Regions from separate parts of the Mus musculus genome. Here region 1 is linked to region 2. A link is a contact called in public Hi-C data. All regions are on one chromosome and are shown on one strand. The core of a region is the stretch at or near the end of the contact, and the rest is flanking DNA. Distances in the headings are between cores, read along the strand shown. Region 1 overlaps Raly (hnRNP-associated with lethal yellow). Region 2 holds the start of Snta1 (syntrophin, acidic 1).

Region 1 (4,405 bases), core at 1,695-4,194, 460 kb after region 2:
CTTGGTCTTGAGAAGATCATATGCCCTAGTACAGGGGAATGCCAGGGCCAGGAAGCAGGAGTTGGGTGGGTTGGGGAGCAGGGCGCGGGAAGGGTATAGGGGACTTTGGGGATAGCATTTGAAATGTAAATGAAAATAATCTAATTAAAGAAAAAAGACTTCTAGCCAATTAAAAACAAAACAAAACAAAACAAAAACAAGAAACACCTAGCCTAGTATTTCATCTTATTCTCTGTAAAAGCTCTAAAGAAGTTTTTAAAAGTACCCCAATGTTGGCAGCCCGCTGATCCGATATGACTTTCACCTTACTGTAATGCACACTCTTTCCGTGCCTTTAATGTGTTCCTCTTATACCAGCAAATCCCACCCCATGACTGGTCCCTCCCCTTTTCCTGTAGGATCTTCAAATGACCCTCTCGGGATTCTAAGCCAGTTTTGTTGGCTGATTTCCTTTAGTTGGACCACCTTTCTGTCCTCCAGGTAGTGCTCTGAGCCATAGAACCTTCTGAACAGATGGCTCAGGACAGAACTTGGGAACCTGCAGTGAGTGATTTGTGTTTGTCTTCTTCCTCTCAGGAGCACAGCCAGGACACAGATGCAGAAGATGGAGCCTTGCAGTAAGCAGGTATGGGGCAGGGGTGCTAGCAAACACAGGAAACGAGTAAAGTAGAGGCTGCAACTTCCCTGACGTGGGTTTAGAGGGCCATACTATGCCAAAATGGAAAGTCCTCACATGCAGCCTGTGCCTGTGCATATCAGGACCACCTAGAAAAGGTTCTCTTGTGAACGAATGACTATGGAGGAAACCGCAGGCTGGGGGTGGTGGAAGAAGTGTTGTGCAGCTTAGTCTGTGTATTACTAAGGGAGAAGCATTCCACAGGGGGGAGAGCAAACAGCCATTATGTGAGCAGAGCACTGTGACAGTCTTCAGGATGCAGTAAGGACAAATTCTGTAGACTAGCCCTGAAGAGTAGGGGAAAGGTGTCATTCATCTTCAGAAGGGATGACTAGTTAATATCTTCTGGGCTAGAGTTAGGGGTTCAACTTGATCCTGTTATAGTAGAGATAAGCATAAGCATTCCTGTATAACAGCTGGTGCTTATCTGATTGCCTTCTACTCGAAAGATTAGCATTGTGTGTATCGGAAGTGGAAATGCGGACATTGAAAAGTACAATGAAATATCAGTATATCCCATGAAATTCCAAGATAGTAACGGAGAGGTGTCTCAATGATCATGCATTTATAATACAAGGTCACTACCAGTAAGAGCATAGAGATGAGTTCAGAAAATTCCTCATGCAAGTCTTTCCTCTTGGAACTTAATGAATTTATTTTTACCCAAAAAGCTGTTCATGATACATTGTGGAGCTAGTTCATGTTAGGTATTGAGGCTTAGATGGGGGAGATGGAGGCTCAGGGCAGGAGTTGTGAGTCTTTCCCGTGACTGATTAATATATGGTCAGAAAGTTGGGCACACAGTATATAAAATACCCTATTCCTTATCCTGTGATCAAAGGGTTTCTTCCCCTCAGCCTTAGTGTTTCCTTTCTTTCTTTTTCAGCTTAACAGGAGCATTGGCCACCAGCAGAAGGGCATCACTGTCTCAGGCCTCAAGCCAGGCACCCATCTCTGGATGCCAGTCTATAGCGGGTACCAGAGGAAAGCTGGCAGCAGTAACTCTCTCCCCATGCATCCTAGCCAGTGAGTGCTACATCCTTTGCAAGTGGAGTTACTGGCCTACCCTTACCCCATGCATTCTTCCTGTCTGCACTGCCTGGGCCAAGGGGCAGAAACACTCTGCTCTTCTTCCCCAGGACATTCCCAGGCTTGGGGTTTTTCTATAGGTTTGAAAGTAAAGGGGGGAGGGTGGGAAGGGTGGGAGGAACCTGACAATAAAGAGATTGGATCCAAATATGCTCTGAGGTGGAATGGTTTGCTTGTTTATTTTGTTTACATGTGTGTACATGGTATTAGGTGGTAGACATGTGTGTGCCACACTATCTGTAGAGGTCAAAGGACAGCTCTGTGGAGACAGTTTGCTCTTTTCACCTTTAGATGGGCTTTGGAGATTGTCAGGCTTGCACAGGAAACACTTTACCCACTGAGTCTTCTCACTGTCTGTATTTCTATGATAAAACACTATGACCAAAAGCAACTTGGGAAGAACAGGATAACTTTATCTTCTACTTCCAGGAAGCAGTCTATTACTAAGGAAAGTCAGGGTAGGAACCTGGAGGCAAGAACTGATGATGAAGGCCATGGAGGAGTGCTGCTTAAAGGTTTGCTCCATGGCTTGCTCAGCCTGCTTTCTTATAGTTGCCCACATTGGGATGGATCCTCCCACATCAATCATCAGTCAGGAAAATGCAGCACAGGCCAATCTGGTACAGGTATCCTGGCTCCTGCCCACCAGAAAGCTGCTATATTGAACACTTTTATTCTCCACTAACTTCTCTTCTCCAGGGAACACTTTCTTGTCCAATACTGAACCATTAGCACCAGTATTCCTTTGCTAAAATGAGTAAAGTTAAGCTTGATGGCTATAATCCCAGCACTGAGAGAGAGAGAAGCAGAAGGGTCAGTTAGTTCATAACTGGTCAGGACTACATGAGACCTTGTTTCAACAACAACCTATAAATGTACCTGTCATTTTTAGATCTTTAATGCAACTCTAGAATCTAAATTGCTTGCAGCAAGAAATAGCTTTATTTATTCCAAAATGGTAATGTAACAGGGTTTTTTTGTTTGTTTGTTTTGTTTTGTTTTTTTAAGCTGCTCAAGTAGCATGGAACTGTAATCCCAGAACTGGTTAGGTAGAGGCAGGAGAACCCAAAGTTCAAGGTCATCTTGGTTATATAACAAGTTTGAGGCTAGCCTACATTATAAGAGACTCTGTTTCAATAAACACAGACAAACAGTAAATAAGGTTAAAATAAGGTAACTGTGCAGGTGCTGAGCTGGCGCCAAGCAGTCATAGGCCATCTGTCACCCAGCAGTTGGCCACAGCCTCATCTTTGTACAGCTTCTTAGTCTGGTTTTGGCTCAAAGGATTCAAGAATTCTCCACTTTCTCTGTTGCCTTAGAATGATGAACTTTGTATTAGAATTTGTCCTCTCTTCAGCTTCTTGGAGCTGTTTTATGTCACTTCCTAACAAGGTAGGCTTGTCTTTTGTTGTTGCTAGCTATCCTAATAGGCTTTATTTTTCATTCTGTCTAGACCCCCTTTTCTATAAAATACAAATATCCCTATAGAGTCGAAAAGGCTTTTCCCCTTTTGGTAAATGTGGGCCATTTGTTCTACTCTATCACTGCAATTTTGGGCATGCTGGCAATTAACACATCTTAAGTTTACAGTCCCGTTACGATCATGTGTCTGTCGCATGAGCTAAAGAAAGACAAGGTTCTGTAGATGACTGTAGACATTTAACTTGAGAGGGTACAGTGCAGAAGGCTGGCTACCAGGAGAACGTATACCAAGAATTTGGAATATGTTCCTTATCCAGGGTCCCCATAGACCAGACCATCTGAATTAAGCAGACCAAAAAGCCACAAATAGCCCAGAAAGTGTTAACTAACTTGCATTCTCCTTATTCAGTTAGATAGATGTGCCATCCAGGATCCCAGGAATGTGGATTAGGTTGAGGGTGTAGGACAGCATCCACCTAGCAAGTACAAAAACTCAAGGTCTGATCATCTACACCCAACCTGGGAGGCAGTGTTAAATTAGAGACCAGCAGTAATACTATTTTGAACAAGTGAGTTACCAATGTTAAAGTTTCATACAGGTTTTGATGACAGATGAGACATCAAACACTCCAGACCAAGGCAAACATCAGAATTTACCTGAGATATTTTAAGATCATAGCCCCTCTGGGCATTAAGAGCTTTTATTCACTGTTATAGCCAAAAGCCCTTTAAGCCAGGAATTCTATGAATATCCTTCATGGAAACCCCAGAGTTGTTTTTTCGAGACAGGGTTTCTCTGTATAGCCCTGGCTGTCCTGGAACTCACTTTGTAGACCAGGCTGGTCTCGAACTCAGAAATCCTCCTGCCTCTGCCTCCTGAGTGCTGGGATTAAAGGCGTGCGCCACCACACCTGGCTTGTTATTTCTAATTTTAAACTATTAAGAAAGGAACAGATTTTTACTAAGCATTTATACAATTTTGTTATAGTTCCATGAAAATAAGAACACATACATATTTCCAAAAACCTTAAAAATTTTCTTTAAATATGAACAACTTGCAAAATGTAATATTTTAGCTGCAAAACCCAGTAAGATTTAAATTTTATGTGTATGAGTGTTTTGCTTGCATTAATATCTACAACACTTCTGCTCCTAGTGCCTGCAGAGGGTGCCGGATCCCCTGAAAGTGGAGGAGCTACAGATGGTTTTGAGCTACTA
Region 2 (4,018 bases), core at 1,119-3,618:
GAAGGTGTTTCTATTTATATCTAGCCTCCCCCACCTAAAAGTAGGGACTTCAGTTCCATTTGAAGCTATGACCGTTCCCAGCTGCCTCGCAGACTCAGCTGGACCCCAGAAAAGAAGTTACCATGGCAACAGGAGCCCAGTCTTCAATCCAGGAAGAATTGAATGAAACTGTTACTTTCCCTAAAGTCCCATAAAAATGTCCTTCCAACACCTGGAAGTACAGATTTGAGTCGTGTCTCTGTACCATGGCAAGACCCTGCTCCTCTGAGAGTCGGTTTGTCTGTCACAAAGCAGAACTTTCTAGAACTCTAGTTCCTTCCTGCTCTGACACACTAAGTGTATTTTAATTGGTCTGTTTCCTGGACCTATCATCGAGTTTGGGATGAAAGTTGGTGCCTGCTCTCTGTTTTTCCATTCCCCCTTTAGCTGACTAGGAACGGTATGATTCCCTGGACAGTCTTTAGGGCAATAGTAGCTCTATAATTAAGATTTAAACCCTGGTTCTGCCATTCACTGACTGAACCCCAGGGAAATTATTTTTCTCTTCTGAGTCTCAGTTCTCTTACCTGCAAAAATGGAGATTGAGCTCACCACTGATGATTAAACTCACCTTTCACCACTGATGGTCAAGATGGAATAGACCATGAGCTAAATGTAGTGGCCACAACACCTAACATTCGCCACCATGCTTATCCCCTAACCTGGGCCAAAGGATCTAAGCGAGCTATCACACAAGCACCTCCCAGGAGGCCTGGGAGTATATGAATACTTTCAATCTGACGGACAGAGGGACAGAAATGATGAGTCTAGCGCTGGCTATGAACATAGATTTTTTTTTCCATTTTTTATTAGGTATTTAGCTCATTTACATTTCCAATGCTATACCAAAAGTCCCCCATACCCACCCACCCCTGAACATAGATTTTTAAGCACCGCGTTTAGTTGCTTTGAGAGTCCCTCCTGGCCTCTTTTTCTCTCACACATGCCGGCAAGCCCTGCTCTCAGAAACATCCTCATTGTAAAGTTACCAAAACAGACTCAGAAATGGGAAGTGACTTGTGGAAGTTCACAGTTCTAGAACTCCAATGGCAGCCTAAATGAGTTAGGGAAGGAGTCAGTCGGTAAAGTGCTTGCTTGGCATCTATAAAGCTCTAGGCTTGATCCCCAGCACAACATAAACCTATTTTAGCAGCAGAGCCCAGTAATCCCAACACTCTGGAGGTGGAAATAGGAAGATTATATTCAGTGTTCTCCTCTGCTACATAGTGACCATGTGTCTAGCCTGGCATACATGAGATTGAGATCATGCCAAACACTTGTCAGTCTTGGAAACTAAGAATTCTCAGGAAGGAATGGCAACTCTGGGTTCACTCTCTCCATGTACCTGTTCATGTACAAATGGGCAGATGAGGAGACTCAACCCTAGCCATCAGGACTCCCAGCATAGGCAAACAGCCTCTGAAGCCCAAGATGTCTAGGTCCTTACTGGCCCCTTCTCTGCTAATGCCTGTGCCTCCTACCCATCTCTGGCACCCACATTGGGCTCCCAGACTCCAGGCCTTTACCAGTCTGCCTAGGTTGTGTCTCATGACTTCCACCTCCTTCTTGTTCTAGCAGTGTCCCAGGCCTCAAGTCCCTTTCCTTTCACCGCCGCCCCCGCCCCTGTCAGTCTTCCCGGGGACCCTCCTGCCCTTGGTACCCATAGCTACCATTTTGCTTCAAAACAGAACTAAGCACCAATGTCCTTGGTGCGCCCCCCCATCCTTCCACACTTGTGTCTTCTGAGTCACCTGAACTCCCCAAGCCCCTTCCGACCTTGGTGCTCTTCCCTCACTCTGTTCCTTCCTCCCCCGGAGACTCCTTTCCGCCCTAGACAGGTTTTCGTTTACCAGCCCCCATGACCCCTGAGCGCTCCGCAGCAGCACAGACAACACGACCCCGTGCCCTGGGTGCCCCACACCTACCCTTGATGCTGATGCCCAGCCCGCCGGCGTCGGCCTTGCGCACCGTCACGCGGCGCCGCTGGAGCAGCAGCGCTTCTGGCAGCTGTGGGGGCGCCGCGCCGGGCTCAGCGGCGCCGTTGAGCTGCGCGGGCTCCGGCTCCGGGCCGGGCTCGCCGTCGGCGGGACTCACGGTCAGCGCGTCCTCCGCCAGAGAGAGCAACACCCGCTGCCACCGCTCGCCACCCGCCCCGGAGCCCGCCCCGCAGCGCAGTTCCAGCAACCCGGTGCGCGGAGCGCGCCTGCCTGACGCCATCTTCGCCTCGAAGTCCCAGTACACTGCGCTCGCCCGGTCCCGCCGTACCCGGCCCGCTCCGACCCAGCGCCCAGGGCAGAGGGCGGCGGGGCAGCAGAGCCAGTCGCCACCCTACCCCGGCCTCGGGGGCGGAGCTTCGGAGGACAGGCTGTCGGGGGCGGGGCTAACGGGGGCGGGGCCCCGGGAGTGACTGAAGAGACGCTACCCGGTAAACTAAAGATGTGCAGCGGGATCACTTGGGAGTGGGTCAGAACCGCGTTCCCTCACGGCCACAGTTAGAGGAGGTTGAGGGTGGGGCGCTCTGCGGAACATAAAGGGGCCGGATTCTATGGATGGGGCAACACAAGGATCCAGTTCTGTGCGCCGTCGAGGATTGGACCGTAGCTCGTGGAAGCTGAAGGACAAGAAAAAGAATCAAGGATCCTGGGGTAGGGCTGCCTGTGTCAGGACCATAGGCTCCAGGGACTTTGCAGACAGAGTTAACTGGCAAACGAGCTAAGGAAGATGGTTTCTCACGTTTTGTGAGCCATGGGGAGAGGGTACCAGTAACAGTCTGTGGGCCTGACTCAGCTTAAGGGTGCAGCCTCTAAAGAGGTAAGCCTACCCACCCACCAGGAGGAGAAATGCCACTCCTTTGAGGGTTTGGTCCCATCACTTGAAGGTAGAGGCTGAAGGGTCTGCAAGTTTGAGTCCAGTCTAGGCTACATGAGACCCTGCCTTTAAAAAATAAAAATAAAAGTGAAAAGACATAAAGAGATAGAAGGCTCAGCGGTTAAGAGCATGGGCTGAAAAAAAAAAAAAAAAAAAAAAAAGCCGGGCGTGGTGGTACACGCCTTTAATCCCAGCACTTGGGAGGCAGAGGCAGGCGGATTTCTGAGTTTGAGGCCAGCCTGGTCTACAGAGTGAGTTTCGGGACAGCCAGGGCTACACAGAGAAACCCTGTCTCAAAAAACCAGAAGAGAGAGAGAGAAAGAGAGAGAGAGCATGGGCTGCTCTTACAGTGGAGCAGAGTAAAATTCACAGCATGCACATTGGGCAGCTCACAACCACTTGTAACTCCAGCTCCATGGAGATCTGACACCACTAGTTTCCTTGGGAACCTGTATTCACATTGCAAACAAGTACACCCATGCACACAAAAATAGTGAAAATAAATAAAATGACATATGATTTTATATATATATATATATATATATATATATATATATATATATGCAATACATGTATGTCACTTATTCTGTGTTTGCATGACACATGAGCTGGCTGATCTATGCTATCATTTGTGCCTTGGGTAAACCCTGCATAACTGAGACACATGAGTACTAAAAGCAGACCTCTCTTCTAACCTGGGTCTTTCTGGCTTCCAGGCTCACATCCCTCCTACTCCCTTGCCCTGCATGCATAGCAACAGGAGATAATTTCACTCTTCACTCACGGAGCACTTATCGAACTAAGCAAGATGCCATCCATTTGCAATCACAGCATTCTGGAGACTGAGGCAGAAGGATCATGATTAATTCTAGACGAACTATAGTTCATAGCAAGTTCCAGGTTATACTTTTTAAATTATTTTAATTTCTTTGTGGATTGATGTTTTGCCTTTATGCGTATCTGTGCTCCACATATAGTCCTCGAGGGCCAGAAGAGGACACCAGATTCCAGAAACAAGAGTTAAAAATAGTTTTGAGCTGCTATATGTATGCTTGGAATTGAACTCCAGACTTTAAGTTAAATATTGAAGGACAAGCTAGGCCTACTAAGG

What was found. Hi-C and Micro-C count contacts between places; a contact is called where the count stands out from the background.
Region 1: a Hi-C map of cerebellum shows a contact between it and region 2, with 4 times the contacts expected there. The contact joins the enhancer-like site here to the promoter of Snta1 in region 2. A contact is called at or near these places in 14 of 39 promoter capture datasets (the 3T3-L1 cell line, 3T3-L1-derived adipocytes, the C10 cell line and 9 more), 1 of 15 datasets of contacts at CTCF or cohesin (the NIH/3T3 cell line), 22 of 484 Hi-C or Micro-C datasets (the G1E-ER4 cell line, brain, brown adipocytes and 14 more) and 4 of 115 datasets of contacts at active chromatin or transcription factors (astrocytes, embryonic basal ganglia, embryonic forebrain and 1 more).

The regions. Positions count from the first base shown.
Region 1 is chr2:154,865,332-154,869,736 of GRCm38.p6, forward strand. It overlaps Raly (hnRNP-associated with lethal yellow), which reads left to right. Exons shown (of 8, transcript NM_001139511.1): 7 at 577-625; 8 at 1,563-1,930. The coding sequence ends at 621. Among named protein-coding and RNA genes, the nearest start is that of Eif2s2, 25 kb to the right of the region's middle. Within about 2 kb of position 2,945, at least 6 of the 459 cell types and tissues checked have an H3K27ac peak or open chromatin away from gene starts, as enhancers often do. A contact at or near this core is called in cerebellar granule neurons, cerebellum and liver, where this site is marked.
Region 2 is chr2:154,405,716-154,409,733 of GRCm38.p6, forward strand. It overlaps Snta1 (syntrophin, acidic 1), which reads right to left and starts at 2,369. Exons shown (of 8, transcript NM_009228.2): 1 at 1,965-2,369. The coding sequence starts at 2,256.